2 separate regions of the Arachis hypogaea genome follow, and region 2 is linked to region 1. A link is a contact called in public Hi-C data. All regions are on one chromosome and are shown on one strand. The core of a region is the stretch at or near the end of the contact, and the rest is flanking DNA. Distances in the headings are between cores, read along the strand shown. Region 1 has its middle 12 kb from the start of LOC140179359. Region 2 holds the start of LOC112750862 (protein indeterminate-domain 14).

Region 1 (4,699 bases), core at 768-3,267:
AAGACAGAGCAAAATAGGACGATTCAGGAGATTCAGATTCATTGAAGGTGTCTAACTGTCAACCACTTATTGTTTGTGGATAATTATGTTCTTTTTGTAAGAGCAAAAAAATATATAGGACTTCATCTAGACCGACAATACTAATTCTATTTGCAGATAATCAATCTAACTCAATCTGTTTGAATAAGATTGATAATCCGACTCACAGCAGATCGAGTTGAGTTACAAGTAATGTTATGTGCAGATTTAGACCTAATTACCTCCGACCTACTTGCTCTCTTTATTTATTATAGTATGTAGTTAAATTTTTATATATATAATGAAGTTGATGTAGATTAAACTCACATCCTCTCAATAAATATAATGAATTAAAGATTACATTATTTATAATTTTAATATGTATTTTATTATGATTTTGTTATTTTTAATTTTAATATGAATTTAATTTTTTATTTTATATTTTATTAATATGTTTATAAAATATACAATGATTAAAATTGTGTTTGATCGAAAAAAAAATTGGTTTAGTTGCGGACAAAGTTGAATAGAGTTTGGTAAAAAATTTTAGGATATGAGTAGGTTGAGTTAGGGTTAAGAAATTTTCAACCAGTGAGTAATGTATAATTAAATTTTAAAAAAAAAATTTACAAATAGAATTAACTAGAATAACATCTAAATTTTATCCTATTTTACTAATTTTCAGTCTTAACTTTATCTTTTATTCTGTTATTTTAACATATCTAAGTCTGAAAAAGACAAATATACCCATAAATTTGTCTAATAATTTCATGTTTGGTTGAAGAGTAAAAATAAGCTAAAATTTATTATGGATAAGATGATATATTTAATGTGTAATAAATTTACACATAAAGCTCATTCATAAAAATTTTTACTCTACTTTTACCCTCCAAACAAACTTACCTAAAAAGACAAATAAAATGGCTATAAAAATTGGATTGAATTGGATGATTTGATTGAATTAACCAAAAATTAGTTATTAAATTGATCCGATTTAAAAATAAAAATTGGTTGTTAGTAAAGTAGTCAAATAAAAAAATAATAAAAAAATATTAGTAAATTGATCGAATTAGTTTTATTTTTAAGTGATTAATCAGTTTAAAATAGTATTATATATATATATATATATATATATATATATATATATATATTATTTTATCCAGTTTAATTCTAATTAAAATTTAATTAAACTTTTAAATTGTTGAGCCTCCATCTCTATTGATTTGATGACGGGTCGGTTCGCAACTTTGATAAAAATTGAAGCCTTTGATTATGTCTCACTATTATTCCTATTCTAATATTATATAACATTTCTTTATTTGCATTAAGGGCAATATTAGGTAGGATATATATTGGTAAATAATAATGCATTTGTTTTATTTGAGTTCTGCAAAAAATATATATAAATATGGAATCTCTTTAATTATATTCTTATGGATTTAGCTAATCACAATTAATCAGGATCGATAATTATTATTACCACGTTTTTTAATTAATTTTGACAATGAATATGCTTTATTTGGATGGAATATACACACATATATATGACTTGATGGTTGACTTAGTGGTATCAAACTGAATGTCATCAGCATAAAACAAATAAATAAAATAATTTGATCAAATAGTGTAGACAATACATGATTATTTGTCCACAACACCATTAGTGGGAGGTGTATGGTCACTGAAATAATTGGGAAAAGACACATTGAATATTCAATAATTAAGAATTTGTTTTGAAGTAATTAGCAGCAAACTAGGCCATTAGGTATCTAGCTAGACTACTACTTTTGTATGAGAAAGACAATTTGGTCTAATCATATATAGAATAATATCTCAGAGAATGAATCACATTATATATAAATATATAATCTATGTATATGCTTTAATAAATTATGATTATTATTATTATATTTAGCTTCCAATGCATAACTGCGCACTAAATACTCAAGTAGTGGATAATAATACTATTATGAAAATTGACACGAGATTATAAAGAATTAAAGCACATTCCATTATAAATTAAATAATTAAGTTCCCTTAAATAACCAAGATCACTACTGGGCCCAAAAAAATATTTAAATTTCCGAACCAAGACAAATTCAAATTCTCACTGCCACATTGTGCACATTCATCTATAGGAAACATATATAGGAACATAGGATAAGCAATATCAACATTTAAAAGATTCGGTTTTCTTGCTTACCCTTAATATATGTCAATTTTTATATTTTTAGTAAAGCATATAAGTGCATAACTACAAGGGCATAAAAAGTTTTCATAGAAATTCTGTGACATATTGGCATGTTAAATAATTTTCACGTGTGGGTAAAAGTTATAATTGAGACAAATTTATTCCATGGTTAAAAACCGAAAGTAGGAAACAGAAAAGTTGAAGAAAGTGGGCCTAATTTATATACTGCATGTAGGGTAAAGCACTTTGACTACTCACAAATTACGAGGCAATTCACAAATCTAGGTAATCATATAATTATTGTAAATTATTTCAATCAAAACTAATTTCAATTTAGATAAATTAGAAGGCAGAGACATATGCATGAACATAATTGTTTAGATTTTACCTTTTGATTATATGTATATGTTTTTATTTCTTTAGGTGATCTATCAAGTTTTGACTTGTCAATATCATTAGCTATAATAAGGTGAAAGATGTGTAGTAATAGCCACAAAATGAATAATAGAGTGTTAGAAATATTGGTGTGGTGTGGGGTTCACAATCAATTAGAGTGAGGGTGGGATCTTTTCAATTTTAATGTAGAAATATAAATATAATATTCTTAAGTTGTCTTTGTCTCAATGAGGGGGTAGGGTGAGGGGCCTATAATAGTGTTTTCTTTCATTAATTATTATAACTATGTTGTGTGTATTATATCATTGTTTCTTCCTGGAATGATGTCTTGATTTGAATCCACTTGTCTTCTCATGTTGCCAGGTTGATGACAATAATATTAGCAAAAAATAAAATAAAATAATATTAATAGTCACCAGCTAGCTAGAAACTTATATGTAGTAGTATTTTGTTTCATTTTCTTTGTTTTAAATGCATGGACAAATATGAGAGACTTAAATTTCTCTGAATTCCATACAATGATCTTGGGATGTTGCAATCAATAATCTTGCACAAGACAAACAGATCCTTGTTCATCATCGTATCTCAAATCTCAAACCCCATATGACAAGGTTGTGAAGATAGGTGTGAGATGTTGGTTACATATGGCCATGTAGTTGTTGTCTATGTCCTAATGATCAAAATTCTTGCTTCTGATTAATTATGCCTCTTTTTTAATCATTTATTACTATTATTATTATAGATGTTATTATGAACACAAGTTTTGATTGAAGCTATAGTAGTTGCTTTAATCAATCAATTCCGCACTCTCATGCTACTAACTACTAATTCGTGCACAGTAGCTAAAGGGGTTGAAATTGAACAAGAGATTCCAAGTAGGAATTGAATAAGATAATGATAATTCTCTTTTTAGGAAACGTCTCCATGACTATTGTTTCTTAAATAAATCAATTAAGTTTTTGAAAATGCTTGATAATAAAAAAATTAGTAAAAATAATTAAAATTTGTCTTATTTAAATATTTATTAATTATTATAATAATTAAAAAATATTAAATAAAATAAATTTTAATTATTTTTTTTGTCTCATTAATATTACCGTTAAGTTTTTAAAAAAGTCATAAAAAATAAAGAAATCGATTAGTCATATAAAAATTATTAGAAGAGATATAATTTACTAAAAATATATAATGATTTATGTGTCTATTTTTATTAATTTAAATTTTTTTTAAAAAATACTTTTATGATATAATATTAGAATTTTTATATTCTAAAGATCTAGAATTCGATCTTTATTAAATACAAAAATAAAGAATTTACTAATTGGCCAATAAATGAAAAAAAAATTATGTAAAAATTCACACAAATTCAAAAAAAAAATTATATGAGAAATATATTAAAGATATAATCAATAATCATATATCTTTTCTACTTTTAGAAAAAATAGCTTCATAAACAATTAAACAAAAATAAATTACATTTCAATAATATTTTGTTATGCCCATTATCTGATTTAATCATGAAAATGAAAAAAAGGTTATCAATATTATATTTAATAATACCTTTAATTTGAGTGCAATTAATGAAGTGGATTTTTGTTTTTTGCATCTATCCGATCTCAAACTCCATCAATTACACAGAGAAAATATATTAATAAATTATTTTACATATACTAACAGTTCTTGCAAATAATGTTGAATAATTTGTAGCATATGTCACTGTAACCAAAATTAGGATTGTTGATCGTAAAAAATATTGTAAATAAATAAAGGATTTTTAAACACTTAAATAATTGTAAAAAAGTTTTTAATTTTTTATAATCATTGACCATAAAAAGTATTAAATTATTTTTTTATGAAAATTGATTGATTATAAATATTGATGGTTAAAACACTAAATGAGTTTTTAAATAGTAAACAACCTTCAAAGGGAGTTTATCTATCAAAATAATTAATTTTAATGGTCATCAAATGATCAAAATGGGCTTCTTTTTTTTTTTTTTTTTTCTGAAAAACTTATACCTCCTTAGCTAAAAGGTGTTGGTCAAGTGGAGTAATATAGTATCTCGCAAACCAAGTTGGGTTGGTCTAGTGGTT
Region 2 (4,748 bases), core at 876-3,375, 100 kb before region 1:
GCTGAAATTGGTTTCACTTCTTGAAGGGCTTGGACTTGAAGCTGTTCTTGATAAACATGCAGTTGGAGTTGGTGGTTGTTGATGATTATGATTATGATTATGATGAGATTCTGTCCTAAGCCTCCCCATGTTGCAAGCATCTTGATGCTCAATAAAGCTCTCCACCCTAATCACAAATACAAACAAAGAATAATCTTAGTGTTATATATATGAAAAAGAGAAAAAGGAAAAAGGGATGAAAAAGTGGGATATAAAAGGTGGTTGGGAAAAGGTATCGAGTGGGTTTTTCAAAGGGGAAGAAGGGAGGTTCCGTTTTCCACTAAATATGATAAAGGACAAAAGGAGTCAAGGGAAGCCAAATTAGAGAGATTTGCATTCTGTGTGTGCTCTAGTGCACATTCTATAAGAACAACCAACAATGTCAATGGAACAGATTATTACAAAGGAGAGAGAATCATGAAGAAACATTATTATTATTTTCATCACATTAAAAATTAAAAACAGTTAAGCGAAACCAACGGAAAAACTGTGTTTTGGGAACCGTGTTCTCCAACTGTCAATGAACAGTTCTAAGTATTGCTCTAGACAAAAATAAAAAGTAATATTTGGAAGAAAAAAAAAACACTTTTATATTAAGGTTCCATCAGTCAAATTATTTTTCTTATTAATTATCTTATTTTTTAGTTATCCAGAAAGGAAAAGAAAAAAATACATTTAATTTAACTTTTTCTTCCCAAGTCAAAACCTATGTAGAAACAATAGAGCTGGGCAAGGTCATCAGCTAAATTGCTCATCATCATTTCATTTAAAAATGTTAACAAGTAGAAGAAGAAGAAGAGTAGCACATGAAATAGAGAGAAAAAGAGAAAGGTGATGAAACTCAAATTCTGAAATCATATAATAGATCTATCCAGTTTTATAAAGATACTGTTTTTGGTAAATGAAAAGAATAATTGAAATTATTATAAGAGGAGTGCTAGAGTGACAACAGGTTTTACGAGATTATGAATACCTGGAGAAGACGCGGCCGCAGTCACAAGAGTGGCCGCGAGTGCCGCAGGTCTTGAGGTGAGCCTTGTAATCGGACTGCACCGCGTAGCCCTTGGAGCAGCGCTCGCAGACCCACTGTTTGTGGTTGCTGTGCTTGCGGCGGAAGTGCTTCTTGATCCCAACAAGGTCTCCGAGCGCGTGACAAGGGTCGTGGTGCAGGCAAGTAGGCTCCGGACACACGAAGACCCTCTTCCTGACCACCGGCGTCTCCCTCTTTAGAAGCTTCCACGGCACCTTGTGCCTCCTCCGATGCATCTGCAGGTTCTGGTCCCTTTGGAAGCCCTGGTTGCAGATCTCACACACATATCGATCCGATTCCAATAACGTCTTTGGCGACAGCGACACCACCTCTGCATCTGGATCTACATATTTCAATTCCAATCACTTATTAATTATTATTAATTAACCATCAAATCAATAACTTGCTGGAATATTTTCTTGACCTACCTGGTGTTCCTGCGGGTCTTCTCTTCCTTTTATTGCTCGGAGTGCCATTATTATTATCAGCACAAGAAAATGGTTCTGAACTTGGAGCTACTGAAGAGTTATTCGCTAACATGGTGACTCTACTTGTTCTTGTTCTTCACTGTATGGCAATTGATGATGACGATGATGATGATAGAGAGAAGAAGAAGAAGAAAAAGAAGAGAAGAAGAGGGAGAAAGAAAGAAAATAATGAAAAAACAAAAGCTAATTCTCCTTTTCTTTCTACCCTTTCGGTTTCCTCAGCTTTCTTTCTTTTTAGCTTGCTTTTGAGCTTTCAGCTTTATTTATTTCCTTTTTTTTTTTACTTCCTCTCTCTCTCTCTATCACACACACACACACATAAGCAATAGCAGCTTTGTTTTTCTTTGGTTCTCTCTCTCTCTCTCTCTCTAATTCTCTATCTATCAAAGTCTCTCTCTCTTGTTGTTGCTTCCAACCCTCATCTTCAGCAGGGATTGTCTGTAATAGCCCCCCTTCACTTCTCTCCTCTCTCTCTCCCTTAATAAGCACTTTCAAAAAGAGGGACAGAGAGAGTGAGACCCAATCACAATGCTCGAAACTTGATCCCACAAGCACCTCTATGGGCTCCATTCATTCACATATATAAATAATTTTCCATTTAATTAGAGAAAAAATCCCCTCACAAAGAAACAAAACCCTTTCATTATTTCGTTACACTGTAATTTCCTTTTTCTTTTTTTTTTTCTTTTTTGCTTTGCATGCATAAATACAACCCCAATTTCCCCTACAATACACACGTAAGTTAACTATTTTTGTCACATTCTATATATCTCTGTATGTATGTATATATACACGCAACCGTTATTTATACTCTGTTTTATTTTATATAATAAGCCGATCATATTTGTTTCTCTATAAAAGATATACAAGATATTTTATATAAAATGAATAATTTTAGAGATTTTTATGGTATTTTTTTTTATATATAAAGATACCCGTACTTTCAATCTAATCAATGATTTAACATTTATTTCTTAAAAAATTTAAAATTTATTTTTAAATTAATAAAATATATGACAGTTTCTCAACTCTATAAAAATTAAATACCGATGATGTGTGATATTCCATATAATAATAATAATAATAATAATAATAATAATAATTTTCATCTATTTAATTTATGTATGCCATTATTTTTATTTCTCTCTCCAACATCACACGCTACATACGATCAAATACCATCCCTCCTATGTGACATGTTGGTAAGAAAATTAGGCTAAATTATTTCATTTTTGGGGGTTTGTTTAGATTAAATGGTGGTTGTGGATTTATCCATTCAAACAATAAGGAAATGTGCTTTTTACTTGATATGTGCATAGGTATTATCCCATGTAAGGAATTGAGTATTAATACCAGTATAGGTAAAAATTGAAATACATGTTCACCTACGTATATTGATCACATAAGATACATTATTATATACTAATTAATTATATATTTAGTCTGAAATTTTGACATGCAAAAAAGAAAAGAAATTTTATAATCTTTAAGATTACTAATTCATACAATAGTGCCAACTCATTGTTGTGAAAAACTAAAAATTTAGACTGCTTCATATTTTTCATCATTAATTCCAATTTATATTTCTCTCTCTTGTGCAAGTTATAATTAAGTTGGGGGCAGATGTATCTTTATTGACCATAGTACCCATACTTGTGACTCTGCAGGAAGTCTTATTAATTTCACTTGAAGCAGCTTTTTGTAAAGGTGATTATGAGGATGTGAAGTCACCTTCAAGGGCAATGTTGTAATTTAAGTTCACAATTTTTCTCTCCCGGAGTTGCTTTGCTTTATGGTAAAATGAGGGCATCAACTTAACAGTTGTGGGTTAAAATTGGAAATACAATTCCTTTATAGGTGAGGTTCTTAATTAAGATTGGCAAATATAAATGCCATATGTACTGGTACGGCAATTAAATTAATTTTTTAATTCCTTTTGAATATTATAATTTTCTTTTAAAAAAAATTGATTTCTAATAATTGATTTTTGTCTCTGATAGTATTTTGTTTTATTTTTTGTTCTTATACAAAAATAATGGGTGCCTTAAATCTAAATAGTTATGATAAAATTCTAAGTATGTAGTTTGAAGAGTGCTTGTAACTTTTTCTATTTTCTAAAATTCAAGCATTGATCAGTTATAAAAAATTGAAGTTTCCTAAATAATAATCTAAGCTTCTAAAAATTAAAAGTATCATAAATTTTAAGGACTAAAATAAAATACTTTTAAAAATATTTGGATTTATATATATAAAAATATATAGCGTTATTATATAAGAACGAAAATCAATTATGCTTAAAAGATTTGGATTTAAAAAAAAAAAAGGAGTCACAAAAAAAAAAAAGTAAAGAAAGCAAAACAATGTCCAAAGCATTCACAAATTAAAGATTAGAGATATATTTAAGCCAAAATATAAAAAGGGCTCAAATGTAACTAACTTCGTGTGATCGAAAATTAATTTTTAAATAACCAAGTGTACAAATTAGCATAATTCGATCAGTTAAGAGTACGTTTCAGTTTTAAAGAATGAGGAAATATTTTTTTTTTCTAAATTTACTAACTGAAATAAATACATATAGTATCATCATGTACTTAGTGCATGTTTGGACGCCATTATTTTGTTAAAAAAAGATTTTTTTTTAATGAAAAAATATCTTTTTTTATTTTTTAACGTGTTTGACAAATTTCTAGTAGTAAAAGTAAAAGCACTAGTAAAATAAAAAAAAAAAGATCTTTTTTAAGAAGCTGTAATTTACATCTTTTTTTAAAAGATCTTTTTTTTTTTAAAAAAAGATATTTTTTATGTAATAGATAAACAAAAAAGTACTTTTATATTGTTATACCCAAACATAATTGATTGATAAAAAGACCTTTTTACATGAGATATCCAAACATAAAATTATTTTTACTTCTATAAGATCTTTTAAAAAAATATAACTCAAAAAAAGATCTTTTCTTAAAAGCTCACCCAAACAAACCCTTAATTTTCGATGGGTAAGAATGTTAAACAACTTTCTTTAACAACCTCTTTAATTCAACATATTATGGCATTCTTTTAGCTGCAAATAGTTTCGCTCTTTAGTCATAATTATTATTTTATTTTCTTAATAGAAGAATGTTAGAAGGTCATAAAAATTTATAGACAAAAATATGTCGTTGAATTATTAGACTAAATGAATTGGAGTGATAACT

What was found. Hi-C and Micro-C count contacts between places; a contact is called where the count stands out from the background.
Region 2: a contact with region 1 is called in a Hi-C map of an unstated tissue, with 4 times the contacts expected there. The contact joins the promoter of LOC112750862 here to the enhancer-like site in region 1. A contact is called at or near these places in 3 of 8 Hi-C or Micro-C datasets (leaf and an unstated tissue).

Annotation. Positions count from the first base shown.
Region 1 is chr15:137,824,634-137,829,332 of arahy.Tifrunner.gnm2.J5K5, reverse strand. No RefSeq gene overlaps it. Among protein-coding and RNA genes, the nearest start is that of LOC140179359, 12 kb to the right of the region's middle. Within about 2 kb of position 2,017, at least 2 of the 3 cell types and tissues checked have open chromatin away from gene starts, as enhancers often do.
Region 2 is chr15:137,925,390-137,930,137 of arahy.Tifrunner.gnm2.J5K5, reverse strand. LOC112750862 (protein indeterminate-domain 14) reads right to left here and starts at 2,125. Exons shown (of 3, transcript XM_025799758.3): 1 at 1,498-2,125; 2 at 1,013-1,412; 3 at 1-166. The coding sequence starts at 1,609.